Linked DNA regions of Mus musculus: region 2 is linked to region 1. A link is a contact called in public HiChIP or PLAC-seq data. All regions are on one chromosome and are shown on one strand. Each heading gives the region's core, a stretch centred on a gene start, on an enhancer-like site or on the middle of the called end of the contact. The rest is flanking DNA. Distances are from core to core; before and after follow the strand shown.

Region 1 (2,753 bases), core at 189-2,688:
AGCCCTATGCTAAAGATTTTTCTTTTTGTTCTTTTGAGACAGGGTTTCCCAGTATAGCCCTGGCTGTTCTGGAACTCACTTTGTAGACCAGGCTGGCCTCAAACTCAGAAATCCACCTGCATCTGCCTCCCAAGTGCTGGGATTAAAGGCGTATGCCACCACCACCACCGCCTGGCAAAGTTTGTTTGTTTGCTTTTTTAAGATTTATTTATTATTATTTATCTATTATTATATTAGTACACTGTAGCTGTCTTCAGACACACCAGAAGAGGACGTCAGATCTCATTTTGGATCTCCATGTGGTTGCTGGAATTTGAACTCAGGACCTTTGGAAGAGCAGTCAGTGCTCTTAACTGCTGAGCCATCTCTCCAGCCCCAAAGTTTTTTTTTTTTTATCCTTGTGATTTTTAAAATAAATAAAAACAATTGTAAACATTTCCTGAAAAATCCCTCACTCTTTCCACTGGCTATGCTCGTCTGTGACACTTCCAAGATGCTCTCAATGCATTGAGTACAGTCTGCCTTGTTGGCCTGCCCACATTCTGTCAGGTAAGCAACCAAGACCTAAGTGGGCTGGAGGTATTCTATATGTCCCATGCTCCCCACGTGTTCTGTGAAGTGCAGAACACCCAGATCTCCGTGAGATGACGGTAATGTCTCTTTCCTTACACCACACAACTGGTAGGTGGCCGATCAGAGACTTGGACCCGTGGTCTTCGAATGAGGACTGACTGCTGGGTAGCCAGGGAGGCTGGCCTGTCTTGGGGAGGAGGGGGAGACAGGGAGAAGGTTTTGAAGAGAGGGTAACGGCAGAGATGACTCATTGGGGAAAGGCCTTGGGAATTATAAGGTTTGTATGTGTGGATGACATCAGCTTGTCTAGGAGACCAGGAGATACCCCAAGGGGAGGGACTCAAGACCGGAAGCAGAGGGCCAGGGTCAGGGCCAGGGTGTGGGGTTTTGGCTTAAGCCAGTGTTTTTTGGGGGGGGGGAGTCTTCATTTCCTTGAGCTAGGCAATCTTGCCCTAATTCTTCAGTAGATAGTTTATAGCTCTCCTTGATGCATTTGATGCTCAAATGGCTGTCAACTTAGCATTAGTGGGGGAACATGTGTCTATTCAGGTAGTCATTCTAGGGCCAGGTCCCTCAGAGTGCCTGTAATGGGGAGCAGCCAACCATAAGTCTACAAATCCCTTTACAAACTAACCGGGGAGATACTACCAGCAGAGGGCGCTCTTCAGCGAGACAAGGATTGACCCGAACTCTGCTATCTGCCTTGTGCATTGAGAACCGTCCATCCTTCCACTGTGTGGGTTCTGGGCCTCGAACTTGGGTTGTCAGACTTGGTGGCAAGCACCCTCACCTGCTGAGCTGTCCAGCCAGGTCCACTGATTGTTTCTTTATGTTAAAAACCTTCAAGGTTGCCAGGCAGTGGTGGCGCATGCCTTTAATCCCAGCACTTGTTCCAGGCCAGCCTGGTCTACAGAGTGAGTTCCAGGACAGCCAGGGCTACACAGAGAAACCCTGTCTCGAACTCCGTCTCCGTCCCCCCCCCCCCCCGCCCATATCTTCAAGGTTCTTTTAGCCTTTTGAAATATATCATACATTCTTATTTTTGCTATAATTTTCATTTACTTATTTATTATTTATTTATGGTACCGAGGAGAGAACCCAGGATTTTGTACATGTGAAGCAAGTGCTCTATCACTGAGCTACATCCCCATTCCCACAATACCACCGTTCCCTACAGTCTCTGTCCTATGCAACCACACACACCGGAACTTCCTGCTCTTTGCTCTCACGCAGTTCCTGTTGGCCAGAGTTCACCACCCCTTCCTTATTCTTCTCTTGCAGCCTTTGGTATCTCTCATTCCCTTCGCCAACTTCTGAAATGCTTCTTTAGTTTCATTAAACAGCAGGCTGGCCTTTAGTCATGTCTGTGGCATCCTTGAAGCTCACTCAGCTTAATAGTAAGTAGGATTCTGGATTGGAGCTGAGCATAGGGTCAGAGCATTAGTGAATTATTTGATGCCCCACTGGCTTTGTGGCTTCCACTTTGCCCGAGGGGTTACCATGTGTCATCACACTGGCTCTTGGAGATATTATTACCATGCTGGGGAAATCTCCAGGGAGCCAAAAAAATTCCAGGCAGGGAGATAGCTGCCTTCCCTGAATTCAGGGCTTCTGACCTCAGCGCCCCACCCCATCCCCACCACAGCCAATCAGCAAAAGATCTCTCCCAAACTGACAAGCAAAAGAAAACCTTGCAGACAGCTGAGCCCAAACAGACTTGGGTGAGGCTGAGGGGAACATCAGGCGTGGCGTCACCAGTCACCGGCTGTAGGCCAGGCTGTTGCCTGGAGATAGTTTGTTCATTTACCAGTGGACAGCTGAGCCAGTTGGGGGAACCCCAGGAGGAAGGCAGCGCTGGTGCCCAGGGGAGACTGGGTTTCTTTAAGTAATAGAAACCACAGGGAGGGCTTTGCCACTTTCAGAGAGTGCACCTTCTTCACACAGGAGCTGGCAGGAAGCCTAGGGGTTGGAGGTTGAGGGAGACCCTGGCAGGAGAGCCCGTAGCAGCTACAGCACCAAGGAGGGGTGTGGAGAAGCTGGAAGGCCTTCCGAGGAGAGAGGATTCACGGCTGTGTTGGCTTTCTGGGCAAAAGAATCACAGAAGTGTGTGTGTGTGTGTGTGTGTGTGTGTGTGTGTGTGTGTGTGTGTGTGTGTGTGTGTGTGTGTGTGTGTTTGGGGT
Region 2 (2,700 bases), core at 87-2,586, 300 kb after region 1:
GCTCAGCTGTAGCATCCTGGGCCAGGGTTCTCACAGAAATGCTGATATCAAAGTGCTCTTTTTCTGCCCCCTTCAGTTGGATAGCATCTGTTTCCTTGGATTCTGCCCATCTTGACATCCCAGCTGGAGATCCGAGCTGAGAACAGCTGTTTCAGTTAAAGCCAAAGCTCACTTAACTTTGGCAGGGTCATCCCAGGCCAGGAGGCAGATGGATGAGCAAGAAGGGTGGGAAGATAGTAGGGTGAGAAGAGAAGAAGCAAGAAGCTGTTTTGTTTTTTCTTTTCCCTGTTTCCTCCCACATTCCAGCTCACCCCACTTTTCAGGACCTTTTCTCCTGACGACACTCTTGACTCAGAGATGGAATTCTAAGTATCTGGGTGTGTGGTTGAAGTTCATTGGGTTTGCTTTCTAGTAAGATGCTGATTAAAAGCCAAGTAAACACTCTTTTTTTTGTTTTTTGTTTTTGTTGTTGTTTTTTGTTTGTTTGTTTGTTTGTTGAGACAGGGTTTCTCTGTGTAGCCCTGGCTGTCCTGGAACTCACTCTGTAGACCAGGCTGGCCTTGAACTCAGAAATCCGCCTGCCTCTGCCTCCCAAGTGTTGGGATTAAAGGCGTGAGCCACCACACCCAGCGTAAACACTCTTTACATATTTATTATTTGTGGGGATACGTGCACATGTTCCCACGTTTGTCACTGTACACTCGTGGAGGTCAAAGGACAACTTGCAGGAGTAGATCTTCTCCTACCATGTGGGTCCTGGGGGGCAGAACTTGGGTCCTCAGACATGGTAGCAGGTACTTTTATCCACTGAGCCATCTCTCTGGTCCTCTGTAGAATGTTTTCTTATGTGACAATCACTAGCCTGGCAGTTGTGTATAAAGTTCAGCATTTGTCGAACCCCCTAGGCCTGTCTTGAGGAAGCCACAGTGAGTCCAACCTTCTGCATCTGTGGAGCGACCTGCTGAGAGAGGCTGGGATAGGAAGAAACAGGCCTGGCTTGGAGATACCTTTGTTTTAAATTGTGAAATCTAGTGATTTACATCAAGGGCTCTGGAGACAACAGGGGTAACTTCAGACCCAGATTTACTCTTTAATGCCTCTGTGCTTGCAAGGGTGGGGATGAAAGTTTTATCTATATTTTGTGGGAATCTGGCCTTCACTTTGTATCTTGTTCCTTTGGGAGCCTGATATAGGGAGCATGTCCATTATATTTCAGCAGTGTTGCTTATGATAAAAAAAAAAAAAGACCTGTGATTAAAAATGAACAGACAGACCTAGTCATATCTGGCTCCAGGCCACTCAGTGTGTCCTTGAGTACAGTGACTCTTTTCACGGGTCCATCTTTTAGGGGGACCTTGGAAAGTATGGCTAGAGAGTTGTGCTCCAGGGAGGTGTCCCACCTCCCACCAGAGAGATTAAATTGTACTCAACTTTCATTGTTCTTAGCTAAAACCTTGACGCCCAAAGAGAAACAGCAACTAGATGCTTCTGTGATCTGAGGCTCTGTGGACTGAGTCTACTGAAGATGAACTCCCAAAACAGCCCGGCTCCCTTCTCCACAAATTGAAGTGTGCTTGTGGTAGTCTTGTGAGCCTCAAAACAAAAATATAAACAACAAACAAACCCAAACAACAACAACAACAACAACAACAACAACAACAACAACAACAACAACAACAACAGATCCCTAGTCCCCTAGTATGCTTTATAAACAGGAAGATCTGCTTATGCTTGTTTCTTATTGGTTGGTTTTGTTTGGATAGGATCTTCTTAGGGCTGGCCTTCCTACTCATGATCCTCTTGCCTCAGTCTGTAAAATGCTAGGATTATGTGAGATACGACTGTCAGTATGTATCAATCACTTCACTTGTTTTTTTGCATCTGCTCTTTAACTGTGCATTTTTCTCATCTATAGAGTGGGGATAATAATACTTCTAGGGAAATGATAAAGTTTATAAGGTCAGGGTCAGTACCTATGTATTTGATGCTGACATCGTCAGCGTTATCTTCATCATCCTCATTATCATCACCGTTATCCCTGAGAGAAGATCAGGAGGCCCTTTCTTCTTTAGGTCAGTTCCTGTCTCAGTATAGTTACTAATTCATTATGTGGCTTTGGGCAAATCACCTTATTATCTACTTTCTTTCCCTGTTTCCTTCCTTTCTTTGGGTATGTGTGTATATATACATATATATGCTTATATATACATATGTGTTCATGTGAGTGTGCGCATTTGTACCTGTATAGAGGCCGGAGTTTAACATTGGGTGTCTTCCTAAGTTACTGTCTTTTTTAAAAGTACTTTTTGTACTTTGAAAATGTAACATATTTATGTAATGAATTTTGATTATACCTATCTGCCCCCTCTCTCCAATTCATCATAGCGCCCCCACCCCCCATTCTCCCTCCCGATTTCCCTTATTCTTTTGAAGCACAGGCTCTGACTGAAACCTGGAGTGCATCAGTTTTGCTGGATGATCCAGCAAGCACCAGGACCCGCTTTGTCTCTGCCCTTCTCCAAAGCTCAGTGCTTACAAACTCCTGGCTCTGTGCATGTTGTCTAGGGATCCTAACTCAGGTCTTCAGGCTTTTGCTGCAGAAACTTTACCAACTGAGCCTCCTCCCCAGCCCCCTCTCCTCTGTTTCTACCAGTAATTTCTAGGTACTCCATTATTTGTTGAATAATCTGATGGAGTAGG

Evidence for each region. HiChIP or PLAC-seq counts read pairs in DNA pulled down with a chosen protein or histone mark.
Region 2: an H3K27ac HiChIP or PLAC-seq map of extraembryonic endoderm stem cells shows a contact between it and region 1. The contact joins two enhancer-like sites. A contact is called at or near these places in 1 of 15 datasets of contacts at CTCF or cohesin (the NIH/3T3 cell line), 7 of 484 Hi-C or Micro-C datasets (the C2C12 cell line, Th1 cells, cerebellum and 4 more) and 3 of 115 datasets of contacts at active chromatin or transcription factors (VIP interneurons, embryonic stem cells and extraembryonic endoderm stem cells).

What each region holds. Positions count from the first base shown.
Region 1 is chr12:85,495,698-85,498,450 of GRCm38.p6, forward strand. No RefSeq gene overlaps it. Among named protein-coding and RNA genes, the nearest start is that of Fos, 23 kb to the left of the region's middle. Within about 2 kb of position 1,439, at least 123 of the 459 cell types and tissues checked have an H3K27ac peak or open chromatin away from gene starts, as enhancers often do. A contact at or near this core is called in extraembryonic endoderm stem cells, where this site is marked.
Region 2 is chr12:85,792,960-85,795,659 of GRCm38.p6, forward strand. All of the region lies in intron 3 of Flvcr2 (feline leukemia virus subgroup C cellular receptor 2), which reads left to right. Among named protein-coding and RNA genes, the nearest start is that of Erg28, 31 kb to the right of the region's middle. Within about 2 kb of position 1,337, at least 17 of the 459 cell types and tissues checked have an H3K27ac peak or open chromatin away from gene starts, as enhancers often do. A contact at or near this core is called in extraembryonic endoderm stem cells, where this site is marked.